2 separate regions of the Mus musculus genome follow, and region 2 is linked to region 1. Evidence: chromatin contacts called from public Micro-C data. All regions are on one chromosome and are shown on one strand. The core of a region is the stretch at or near the end of the contact, and the rest is flanking DNA. Distances in the headings are between cores, read along the strand shown.

Region 1 (5,898 bases), core at 2,184-4,683:
CCACAGGGTCGTCTCTAAGCCGAGGGCCCCTCAACTCTGGGCTGTAACTGGCACAAGGTACCACCAACAACCACCGCAACTTGAACGCCAAGATCAGCCTTTCTCCTAAGGTTCCGGTGCCAAAGTACATAGGGAGTCCAGCTCCGCCTAGTTCCCCAGAAAGAGGCCTTAGAAAGCCGCCGGGGATACCACCCGCCTTCCCGCCCGTCACCAGCACCTCACCGCCTTGTCACTGTGTTGCTGCTGCTGTAGCTGCTTCATGAGAATGGACTTCTTCTTGTCCTTGCAACGCTTGTTCTGAAACCACACGCGGATGACCCGCGGGCTCAAGCCGGTCATCTCTACTAGCTGCTCTTTCATGAGCGCGTCTGGCCGCGGATTGGCGGCGTAGCACGTCCGCAGGGTATGCAGTTGCTTCTCGTTGAGCACAGTCCGTACCCGGGTTGTCTTCTCCGCCTGCTTGTGCACGTGCGTGCGCAGTGAGGGCTGTCGTCCGGACCCAGCGTCTGCAGGGGCCGAGAGACAGAAGGTCGGATGGGCCGCCAGCCATTCTCCCCAAGATTTCGTTTCCCTGACATTCGGTTCGTTTGGCTATTGTTCATCTCCCTCTCCATCCACTCGCCTTACCCAGAGGGAAAATGCTTTTTGTTCTGTCCCTATCTCCCTAGCCCGATTGCCTTGCGGTGATGGAGTTCGGCTCCAGGCCGCTGCCGCTGCCGTACTAGTACACCCTAGGAAAACCCAACTGCGAACAGCCGAACAAGCAAAGCCCTCTGGAAGAAGGTGGAATTTTAGAGGAAGAGGTGGAAATCGAAGTGCGACTCCAGCAAGGGAGGGGGAAAGGAAAAGGACAAGGACTCAGGTCATAGCACAACTCCTAGACTAGGAGACTCTCTTTCTGCTCCTAAGGGATCGCCTAGGCTAGTCTCGCCCTTAGGAACACTCTCGGACTAGGACGATTCAGACTTTGGGCAGCTGAGGCCTTCTGGGCACAGAATGGCTCCTTCCTGGCTACCTGCCTTGGGGCTTCGGTCTGAGATTCTCTGGGTTCTGGGTCCCCTCAGCCCAGTGTCTGCTGCTTTTCACACCCACCTCGAACAGCCTCAAGCCTACATTTCAAAACAAAGAGGAGTCCCTGGGCGAACTCAGCTTGGGTTCATTCAACACCAACTCCATTCTGTTTTACTTTCAACCCGGTCTACACACCCTGGATTTTAGCTGCATTGTTTACATTAAAGTCCCCTCTAGGCATTACTAGTTCTGGGTAAACATTTACAAATAGCCCACCAAGACCAATCCCCTCCTTCTACAGTGTGGAAATGGAGTTACAGAGAGGAAGAAATCCCTGGTGCCACACAGAGGGCCTGGTCTACCTCGATCTGAGTAGCAGATCCCCTGGCTTCCTGGAACTGGGGTCTCCTGTCGCACCCTCTCCACCTGCTTCTTGTCAACACTTATTTCCCAGTCTGAGCAACTCCTGGCCAGAGCACCTATCATCCTAGGAGGGTTTTAACCAATAAACTCCCTGAACCTTTCTTTATGCTAGCCGGACATCAAAACAAGAACACAGGCCCCTCTTCTGCGCCGCTGGCCTTCTTCCCTTGGCTCCGGGTGGGATGGATACCTTTTCTCCCTGTTCATCAAAGGAATTCTAAACACAACCCAGACAGGCAGCACCTAGGATTCCGGGTCCTCCACTCTCCCGATCCTACATGGTCCGGGCCACGGAGAACACAACTCCCGAGGCTCTCACGCTCACATACATACAATTCCCCCCGACCCCCGCACTCGCAGACACATAGCAGGGTTCCCAGCGCACGCAGCCTTTCACACCGGCTTCCCGTCGGAAGCTCAGCTGTCGGCTACACAGTCGTACATCCTACTGACGCGGCGCAGCGCTGCGGGCCGGGAGAGAGGCTTACCTGGCAGATGCAGGCCGCGGGCGCCGGGGAGCGGGCCGGGGCTGCGCGGGCTGCCAGCCGCAGCGCGCTCCAGCAGGAGGCCGTGGTCAGCTCGGCAGAGCAGCTCATGCTCCCGCAGCGAGAACTCGTCTCCAGGGAGCAGCTGGCGGCTGCACACGGAGCAGCGGAAGCACTCGATGTGGTACACGCTGTCCCGCGCCCGCATCACCAGGTCACTGCTGCTGAAGCCCACCTGGCACTGGGCACACTTGATGCCGAACAGCCTGCGGGCCCGGGTGCGGCGGGCGTCAGCGCAGGGACCCGAGCCCAGGACGCGCAGCCGTGTCCCCCCCAGCCCAAGGGGGCCGAACCCCGGGTCCCGCCGGCTCACCTGACGTAGTCCCGCTTGCAGTAGGTTTTCCCGTCTCTCACGAAGCACGTGCACGTCTCGTCCAGGTACTGGCTGCACTCCGCGCACTTGAGGCAGGCGGCGTGCCACTCGAGGTCGGGCGACACGCGAAGGATAAACTGGTCGTGGATCTGACTCCCGCAGCCCACGCACATGGCCGTCCCGGGCTTCTCTAGCAGGGAAGGGCGCAGGGCCCGCGTCAGGCCCGGTACAGGACCCGGCCGGCCTTGGCCGCTGCAGCAGCCCCAACCCAACCCGCCCTCCCTTGCTTGATCTCCCGCTCTAAAAGTGAGACCACTTTCGAATGATCCAGAAAGTAGGAAACGAAAACAACACAATCTCCTGATATTTCCATTATCACCGTCTTTGAACGCGGACGTAGTATCGGTTCAGCTAGAGACAGAGCTAACGGGAGGCAGACGACAGCACGGTGACACTGGGGAGCTACGGACGCCTCCGTGTCCACACTGTCAGCCAAGCCCGGATTTCCGCCCGCTCCCGCTCACAGCGACTCCCTATTTCAACGCAGACACCGCAGCATTCAGCCCTGTCCCCTCTTAGCTTCTTCGACAGTTCTTAGTTTAAACACCTCAGATCAAGCTACTGAAACCTCTCTACCTTCCTAAGGCAGAGAAGAAACCCATTTCTCTAAATCAAACCTAATTGTCCTAGCAGAAAAGAAAAAGAATTTCACAGCCTGAGGTCATTCCAGCCAACTTGGGAAATAATGTCTAATTGCAAAATAAAATAGTAGGATTCCAACGAATAAACAGTGTTATGGGCGAAATGCACTGCTTGTTTGTTTGTTTTTTTTTATTCTCCCAAGTATTTTGTCAAATAAAAGCCACTTGTAGAATCCGCTAAACATTCTTCTGCATTGGAAATGTTGCATATCAAGCACACATACACACCCACACACAGAGAAAGACTTACTCTTGGAATGATCCCCCATAGCACCCAGAAAAGGATAATGAAAAATAATATCCACCATGCAGAGAGAGATGTGAGCAAAGCTTGCGGCCGGGGACAGAAGGACCAGGGTCGAGCGCCCAGCCTCTGCTCTTTGCTAACTAACTCCTGCCCCGCGGAGTTGAAGGAGCGATTCCGCACCGGCCCGCACGCAGCATGACGTCAGCACGCACTCGCCCGGGGCCCGAGCTGGAGGCGGGACCTGTAGCGTCACCCAGCTCTCCCACCGCCCTGGGGCTTGCTCGGGAGATGATGGGGACCCGGAGGGTGGGCTGGGGTAGACACGGAGGCGCAGGGAGATTGGCTGGGAGGAAGTGGGAAAGCTCTGATTGGTTCGGAGTGAACAATGGAGCGCAGCCCCCTCCCCCGAAACCTTCCTAGATCCTCTCTGCAGCCCCGGGTCCCGCAATCCCTTGGAAGCCGCATCTCCACCCCGCGGGCTCTGCCGCAGCGCCGCGCTTTCTTCGGACTTGTAGGGCGTTTGCCTAGCAAGGCAATAGTCTTCTGGGAATAGATGAGAGTCGTCTCCCCCTTAAAAGTGTTTTTCTTTTATAATTTTTAAATTAAAAATTCCTCCTGGGGACGACAGACCTTGAGGGAGAAAAGAGGATTCGCTGTTTCGGGACCATCACTGGTCCAGCCGGCCACCTTTCTCCCTGGTGGGCCTGAGCCTTTGTTCGGCGGGGTCCAAGTTAGGGAGAACGGGTAGGAAATGAGCACCTGGGTTTGGATAAACTCTATGCGGACTTTCCCACCCGCGCCGCCTGTAGAAAACTCGATGTTGCAGGTGGGTAAGCCAAAAGGAATCCAGAGACTTAGAGCCACAGTCCTCCCACCCACCCTGGCCTAGGCACTTTTCCTCCCTCCTACTTTTTGCTCTTTTGGTTAAATTGATGCTGACTCCCACCCTCTCCTTTCTCCTCTCAGCTGCATAGAGCCTAAAAACAGTGCTGTGATGTGTCACTCATACAGTAAAAGATTTTTACGAACTCTCTGATTTTGGGTTACACAAACCAATTACAACACAACTAATCAGAAACAAATGTGGGACACGGGGTAATTTACCGTCTTCCCGGTGGCTTTTTAATCCTAGAAAAATCTGCGATTTCTAAGACTCGGGATTTTTTTAAACAAAAATCGTTGTGAATTTTGTTTCAAAGGGTTGAAAGACAAATCGATGAGGTACAAACAGTGTTTATCCAACGGTGGTCTGTTGGTCCCTCACTCCCATTCTGAAAGGACACCAAAAACTTGATACCTCTCTAAGTGGGGCGCGGGTGGGCTTCTGGGATAAAGTATCTCGACCAAAAGCTATGTCCGGACTTGGATCCCGCAGGCCTCGCTGCCCGAGATCTATCTAATTCAGGCGCGGCGGTCCAACTGCTAAGAGCCGAAGCTGCTGGGCTGGGAAATGGTTGCAGTCAAGAGCGTCGGCACAGGTTCTGCAGAAAGTCGGGGTTAGAAAGGCTGCTCGGAGATGCCCCAGCGCTGGAAACAGTCTGGCACCTCGCTCCACAGCCGGATTCCTGTAGCTTTTGACCCCGCCTCCACCTTTAGAGCGCTAGTGTTCTCTGGACCCAGAGTTTTGCCACAGCCTACAACCCGCTTGACAACAGGCCGACCCTTCCCCATCTTTCCTACTAGCGCCCCAGCCGCTCTGGCTCTGGGGCTGGTTAAGTTTGCATGACTGTATCTCTGCTGGTAAACCACAAACCATGAAGTAAAGGGTCCTGCATCAGCGCTGGTCTCTGTGACTTTGGGTGTTTCATTTCTTCTTCCTCCCTCACTTTTCCTCATCTGTGAAATGGGTTGTACTTAGAACAGCTGTCTTTGCTTTGTTAAAAAAAATTAAACTAATCGCAGGGAAAGCCTTAGAATCCTACCTCATCGTGCTCAGTGTCTGGTATCTACAGTAACCATAGTGGTTCTCTCTGTTGGGACCCTATACACTTGGGAGTGTGCCTTTTCTGGAAAGGTATCTGTGTGGGGCCTTGCTGGAAGTGAGGACTAAGCACATCTCTTGCCTGTTGGGCAATGATTTATTTATTTGTGAATGTGCTTGCTTTGCCTGCCCTAGGTGTGGACTTGGATTTATTGTTGAAGCCAGTGAGTGGGCTCTGCACTGTGCCTGCTCCAGGTACTGGGGGATACTTGTCACCTCACCCTCCACCCCAAGGCTATCTTGGGCTAGACCTGGCTCCCATTACCTCTAGATCCTGCAAACCTCCTAGGTAATGGCAGTCTATCTCCGCAGGAGTCCTAGGCTCAACCTTTAACCCTCTCCTACCTAGAGAAAGCCCCTCCTAACCAGAAACTGAGTTCTTGAGAATTTGCTAAGGATAGGGGAGGGGCACTCACCTCCATTTCTCTGCCGCTGTAAAACCATTTTCCAGGTCCCTGAGCATGGGTCTCCGGGGTCCCAGTCACCCCAGGAGTCCAGTGCTGGCATGAGAGGGGCATAAGTGATACACGTGGTCCAGCCTTGCTTCTCCTCCTAAAATGTCCCCTTTGAGAGGAAGCAGGGCTCTCTGCTCTCCACACTCTTGGCAGTGGCCCCTCCTTTCTTGCCCTTGCTGGGAGCGGTGGCCATGGCTTGAGAGCCCTAGCTTCAGCTGTGAC
Region 2 (5,898 bases), core at 995-3,494, 7.6 Mb before region 1:
GGCTCGCAGCTGTCAGGCGCTCCCGCCCAGCGCCGGCCTCGCCACTCCCGCCTGTGACCGAGGCCGTGCCCGCCGCTGCGCCATGAGCTCTAGGCTTCGGCTTCTTCTTCGGGCCAGTCCCCGGCCTCGGGGGCGGCGGTTCCGGGCACCGGGCTCCGTTCCGGGGACCCTGGCGCCCCGTGCCTGTTGAGAGCGGGAGGGGCCGCGGGTGGCAGCGCGGGGAGCGGGGTTGCGCGGCTGTGCGCGCGCGCGGGGAGGGGCCGCGCCGTCACCCGGAGAGCCCGGCGGATCCCCGACTCCCGCCCGCCGCTCCGCCCGCCGCGCACCTCCGCTCGCCGCTTGCCCGGCTCCAGCCGCCCGCACGGTGAGTACCTGCGATCGCGAGCCCACAGCCCCCGCGCCGGCCGCCGCAGCGCTTCTTTCGTTGACTTCTCCTTTAGACTCTGTGGCGGTTGTTTCCTATCCTAACAAACGACTCCACAGCCTCGCTGCCACCGCTGCCCACCTCCCGCCTGCTTAACCTCGCTAGGCTCGCCCCTCGAGCCACAGGAGCGGGCCAGGGGGTCCCCATGCCGCCCTGAGCACTGCTCCTTGTCCCTGAGTGCGGCCCTTCGTTGGTGCTTTCTTCTTTGGCCCTCGAAATGCTGTTTCCTTCCTAGGGTCCCTCACTTCTCCGGGCTCCAAGGCCAAAAGCCCTTTGGGAAAACCCCTTGGGGACTCAGGAGCCCCAGCTTCAGGTGGACGCTCCAGGCTCAGGGTGTCCTCTTCACTCTATGCGGGCCCGGTACATTTGCCCAGAAATCCCAGAAGCCATCGTCATTTCCCACAGCTGCGGGCCCCCTTAGCCACCTCCTCAGCCTGTGTGAGAGCCGTCCCTGGGACACCTAGCTCGCCTTGTTGACCCCTCAGCCAGGGAGTTAGCACAGTAGTTTGCTTGCCTCCTAAAATGTTACTGGGGATTTCAGTGACAAGGGAGGATCAACTTGCCTCAGTTTGACTGGAAGAGATGAAACAGATAATAAATAGGTTGATACTTGAACAAGATACAAGATAGATGGGAGAAAGAGCGGTGAGCTGGCAGCGACAGACAGCTCAGGGACAGATAAGATCGACAAATAAGTATCTAAGCAAACAGAGGGAGGGAAAGATACCTGCAGACCAAAGATGCCAGGTTCTTAGCTTTGGAATTCGGATCCCTGTTAGAGTGAAGCTACCCCTCTGAAATGGATTTGCTTTTCCAGCCAAGTTCGGAGGAGGGAGTCCTAGGGACTAGATTGGCGGCAAGAGCGCCTGCCGCCCAGCATTGGGTCCATGGAGCCCTGAGTGTCTGAAGACACGTGAGGTGACTGGGCGACCTAGAAGGCCCTAAACATCAATTCCTGGGTCCTCCACCAGGCTAGACTGTGGATACAGCTTCCTCTCTGCCTTCTCCAGAGATCAAAGCGAGGGACCAGCAGCAACTTTTTAGTGCTTGGAGTTTTACAGTGGCTTCCAAGAGTGGCCAAGATTCCTTCTAGCCCATCTGAGCTGATGTCGGGGCATGAAGGATACTCAAAGAGGAGTCACCCCCACAAAAGGAGCAGCCCAGAGCCTGGGGAGCCTGTGTTGGGTCTGAGTAAGAAAAGCTGTGTGGAAGAGGACAGAAAGCTCAGGGGCATGTTTCCAAAGCTAAAAAGTGACTCCAGAGAAACGCCTGTGAGAACCTCTCTGTCCCAAGCGCTGACAAGAGGGGAGCCGGCTTTAGTCTGGAATGCAGCTAAAAAATGCAGAAAATGTGGTTAGAGACTGCGTGATCCCGGCCTAACTGATGGCTGGCAAGAAAGCGTTTTGTAAACCCAGCTGGACTCTTTCTGCTCAAGGAACACCGGGCTCAAGGAGTCAGAAGAGAAGTACAGGTTTGTGCAAACCGGTACTGTTGTCCCTGGAAGCCGGTCACCACGAAGATAGGTGCATTGGGGGCCACCCGAGGTCGTGGTGCACGCGACAAGCTTTGGAAAGGGTAGGGTTCAGCACCGCGAACAGCAGTGGCCTCCTCCTCTTCCTTCTATCCTCCTCCTTCAACCTCCATCCCTCCCCCTTCTCCCTGCCCCCACCCCTACATCCTGCAGTTTGTGATGGGCAGTGAGTGCCCCTCCTTCGCCTCCCCACCTCTCCCTTCACTGCCCCCGCCCGCACGCGTGCATGCGCGACTGAGCAGAGGGGCCGCTGGTCCCTGAAGTCCGGGCTTCAGGACCCTGGCGGGCAGGGCGAGCTGTGAGGTAGCTGAAGGCACGCAAACCTGAGTGCCGGCTGGAAAGCCTGGATTTGGCTATGGCATTGCTGTGTGGCCTTGGGCAAGTCACTCTCCGTCTCTGGGTCCCACTTCCTTTCCAATCTGAAAACAGGATTGGTTTCCTGGCAGCCGGGGCTTTCCTGAGGTTTCGATTTTCCCTTTTCCTCCCTTAGCCCCCCGGGTGCTTTTGTTTCAGCTCAGAAGCTGGTCTGAATAACAAAAGGGGCCAGTCCGTGGGACGAATGAGCTTGAGCTCCCCACTGCCAAGTAACCCCCTCGCACCCCACACGTTGCGCCCCGCTGGGCGGGCCTGAACCTAGGTAGCGGCGCTAAAAAAATGGCTCATCTGCTCTCTGCTCTCTCTGTTTCGCAGGAGCGGCGGCATGGAGGCTCTCACCACTCAGCTGGGGCCGGGACGCGAGGGCAGCTCCTCTCCCAACTCCAAGCAAGAGCTGCAGCCCTACTCGGGATCCAGCGCCCTTAAACCCAACCAGGTGGGCGAGACGTCGCTGTACGGGGTACCCATCGTGTCGCTGGTCATTGATGGGCAGGAGCGCCTGTGCCTAGCCCAGATCTCCAACACCCTGCTCAAAAACTACAGCTACAATGAGATCCACAACCGCCGCGTGGCCCTGGGCATCACATGCGTGCAATGCACGCCGGTGCAGCTGGAGATACTGCGTCGGGCCGGGGCCATGCCCATCTCCTCTCGCCGCTGTGGTATGATCACAAAACGAGAGGCCGAACGCCTGTGCAAGTCGTTCCTGGGCGAGCACAAGCCCCCCAAACTGCCTGAGAACTTCGCCTTTGACGTGGTGCACGAGTGCGCATGGGGCTCTCGGGGCAGCTTCATCCCTGCCCGTTACAACAGCTCTCGTGCTAAGTGCATCAAGTGCGGCTACTGCAGTATGTATTTCTCTCCCAACAAGTTCATCTTCCATTCGCACCGCACACCCGACGCCAAGTACACTCAGCCCGACGCCGCCAACTTTAACTCGTGGCGTCGGCACCTCAAACTCAGTGACAAGTCGGCCACCGACGAACTGAGCCACGCTTGGGAGGACGTCAAGGCTATGTTTAATGGCGGTACGCGCAAGCGGACCTTCTCCCTGCAAGGGGGCGGCGGAGGCGGCGCTAATAGCGGGTCTGGTGGTGCAGGGAAGGGCGGCGCTGGTGGCGGTGGCGGTCCAGGGTGCGGCTCAGAGATGGCCCCAGGCCCACCGCCCCACAAAAGTCTGCGCTGCGGTGAAGACGAGGCGGCTGGGCCTCCCGGGCCACCTCCACCGCATCCGCAGCGCGCACTTGGCCTGGCGGCGGCAGCTAGTGGCCCTGCAGGACCTGGAGGACCTGGGGGCAGCGCAGGGGTTCGCAGCTACCCGGTGATTCCAGTGCCCAGCAAAGGTTTTGGCCTCTTGCAAAAGCTGCCCCCGCCTCTTTTCCCGCATCCTTACGGTTTCCCCACAGCATTCGGCCTATGTCCCAAAAAGGACGACCCAGTGTTGGTCGCCGGAGAACCCAAGGGAGGCCCTGGCACCGGGAGCAGTGGGGGCGCTGGCACCGCCGCGGGTGCGGGTGGCCCGGGAGCTGGCCACTTGCCCCCAGGAGCAGGGCCCGGCCCTGGTGGCGGCACAATGTTCTGGGGACATCAACCTTCCGGCGCAGCCAAGGACGCAGCGGCGGTAGCTGCCGCAGCTGCCGCCGCCACTGTATACCCGACGTTTCCCATGTTCTGGCCAGCAGCCGGGAGCCTCCCGGTGCCTCCTTACCCGGCCGCTCAGAGCCAAGCTAAGGCCGTAGCGGCCGCGGTGGCTGCGGCTGCTGCTGCAGCGGCGGCGGCGGCTGGCGGGGGCGGTCCTGAGTCTTTGGACGGTGCCGAGCCAGCTAAAGAGGGCAGCCTCGGTACGGAGGAGCGCTGCCCGAGCGCTCTATCCCGCGGGCCCCTGGACGAGGACGGTGCGGACGAGGCGCTGCCACCGTCTCTGGGTCCCCTGCCCCCTCCGCCACCGCCACCTGCTCGCAAAAGCTCCTACGTGTCAGCCTTCCGACCCGTAGTTAAGGATGCAGAGAGCATCGCTAAGCTCTACGGCAGCGCGCGCGAGGCCTATGGCTCCGGACCTGCTCGCGGGCCAGTGCCCGGCACCGGGACCGGAGGGGGCTACGTGAGCCCGGACTTTCTGAGCGAGGGCAGCTCCAGCTATCATTCTGCCTCGCCCGACGTGGACACCGCGGACGAACCGGAGGTGGACGTAGAGTCCAACCGCTTCCCCGACGAGGAGGGAGCCCAGGACGACACCGAGCCCAGGGCACCCAGCACGGGAGGTGGCCCAGACGGCGACCAGCCTGCTGGGCCCCCATCTGTTACATCCTCAGGCGCCGACGGCCCCACAGACTCTGCGGATGGCGATAGTCCTCGCCCTCGCCGCCGCCTTGGGCCACCGCCCGCTATCAGATCCGCATTCGGGGACCTGGTGGCCGATGATGTGGTGCGGAGAACTGAGCGGAGTCCACCAAGCGGCGGCTATGAGCTGCGAGAGCCTTGCGGGCCCCTGGGAGGCCCCGGGGCGGCCAAGGTGAGCCTGGTGCACCTCGCCGGTGGCGCCTCCTCCCTTACGCCATTCTGCCCTCGTACACAGCCGCTGCGGGCCAGGTGTGGGAACTGGGATTCTGTTCTGTTGTGGCGGACGAGCAGCAGGTCCCAGCTGCTCTTCGCAGCCCCAGCCGGGGGCGCGCTGTGGCATTGGGCTCGCTGGGAGGGACGCAGGGCTGAGGGATTCGGAAAATCCGGGGGACTGGCCTGAGAAACAGCGAGTGCGATTTTGGATTTGTTGATGCGGGAGGTGAGGAGAGTTGCAGAGACAGTTAGGCACCCAGAAAGAGAGACAAAGGGTCTGGAGGAAGAAAGAGGTAGAAAGAAAGGGCCTGAGGACCAGAGAAAGAAGCCCTGGAGGCCAGGCCCAACGTGTGTGCCTGCACGCGTAAGGATGACACCCGAGGAACACCATAGTAGCGAGAGAAGAGGGCAGCCTCTTGCCAAGAAGAATCTCTAGATGTACTAACTAGCAGTTTTCTGAGTCTTTTCCAACTCTGGCCTAAGAAACTACACAGCTCTGGGCTGGAAAACCTAAGCTTGCGGGCTCTTTGGTTGTCAGGGACGCGGCAGGAGGGCAAGTCGTGTGTGGCCAGAGCGAAGGATTGGCTGTTTTGAAAGTAGATGCGCATACTTGTCCATTTACGCTGGGTTTATTAAAGCAGAAACCATTGCCCGCGCGAGAAAGCCATCCTTTAGGCTGGCAACGACACAGAGAGGAAAGGTAGCTCTCAGGAAGTGAGCATAGAACGTGGGGGTGGCTTTGGACAGCCGCTGGCTTGAAAGCGGCTTTGTGTTTTAAGTAATTTGTTCCGGAGTACCAAAGATTATCCCAAATCCACTACGGTACGTCATCACTGCGTTCAGGTCTCCAGGGCCCACCAACCTCTGCCACACTCTCGTCCTTCCTGTTGGCCCGCTGGGCAAGGGTGTCCCGCCTAATCGCCTGTCATTTTCGGCCGTCGCAGGTGTATGCGCCTGAAAGGGACGAACACGTGAAGAGTACGGCGGTGGCGGCGGCGCTGGGGCCCGCGGCCTC

Evidence for each region. Hi-C and Micro-C count contacts between places; a contact is called where the count stands out from the background.
Region 2: a Micro-C map of embryonic stem cells shows a contact between it and region 1, with 32 times the contacts expected there. The contact joins the promoter of Skor1 here to the promoter of Isl2 in region 1. A contact is called at or near these places in 5 of 484 Hi-C or Micro-C datasets (cerebellum and embryonic stem cells) and 1 of 115 datasets of contacts at active chromatin or transcription factors (embryonic stem cells).

The regions. Positions count from the first base shown.
Region 1 is chr9:55,538,684-55,544,581 of GRCm38.p6, reverse strand. It overlaps Isl2 (insulin related protein 2 (islet 2)), which reads right to left and starts at 3,433. Exons shown (of 6, transcript NM_027397.3): 1 at 3,244-3,433; 2 at 2,293-2,482; 3 at 1,923-2,185; 4 at 223-506. The coding sequence starts at 3,301.
Region 2 is chr9:63,143,326-63,149,223 of GRCm38.p6, reverse strand. It overlaps Skor1 (SKI family transcriptional corepressor 1), which reads left to right and starts at 2,244. Exons shown (of 9, transcript NM_172446.3): 1 at 2,244-2,417; 2 at 2,646-4,842; 3 at 5,828-5,898. The coding sequence starts at 2,311.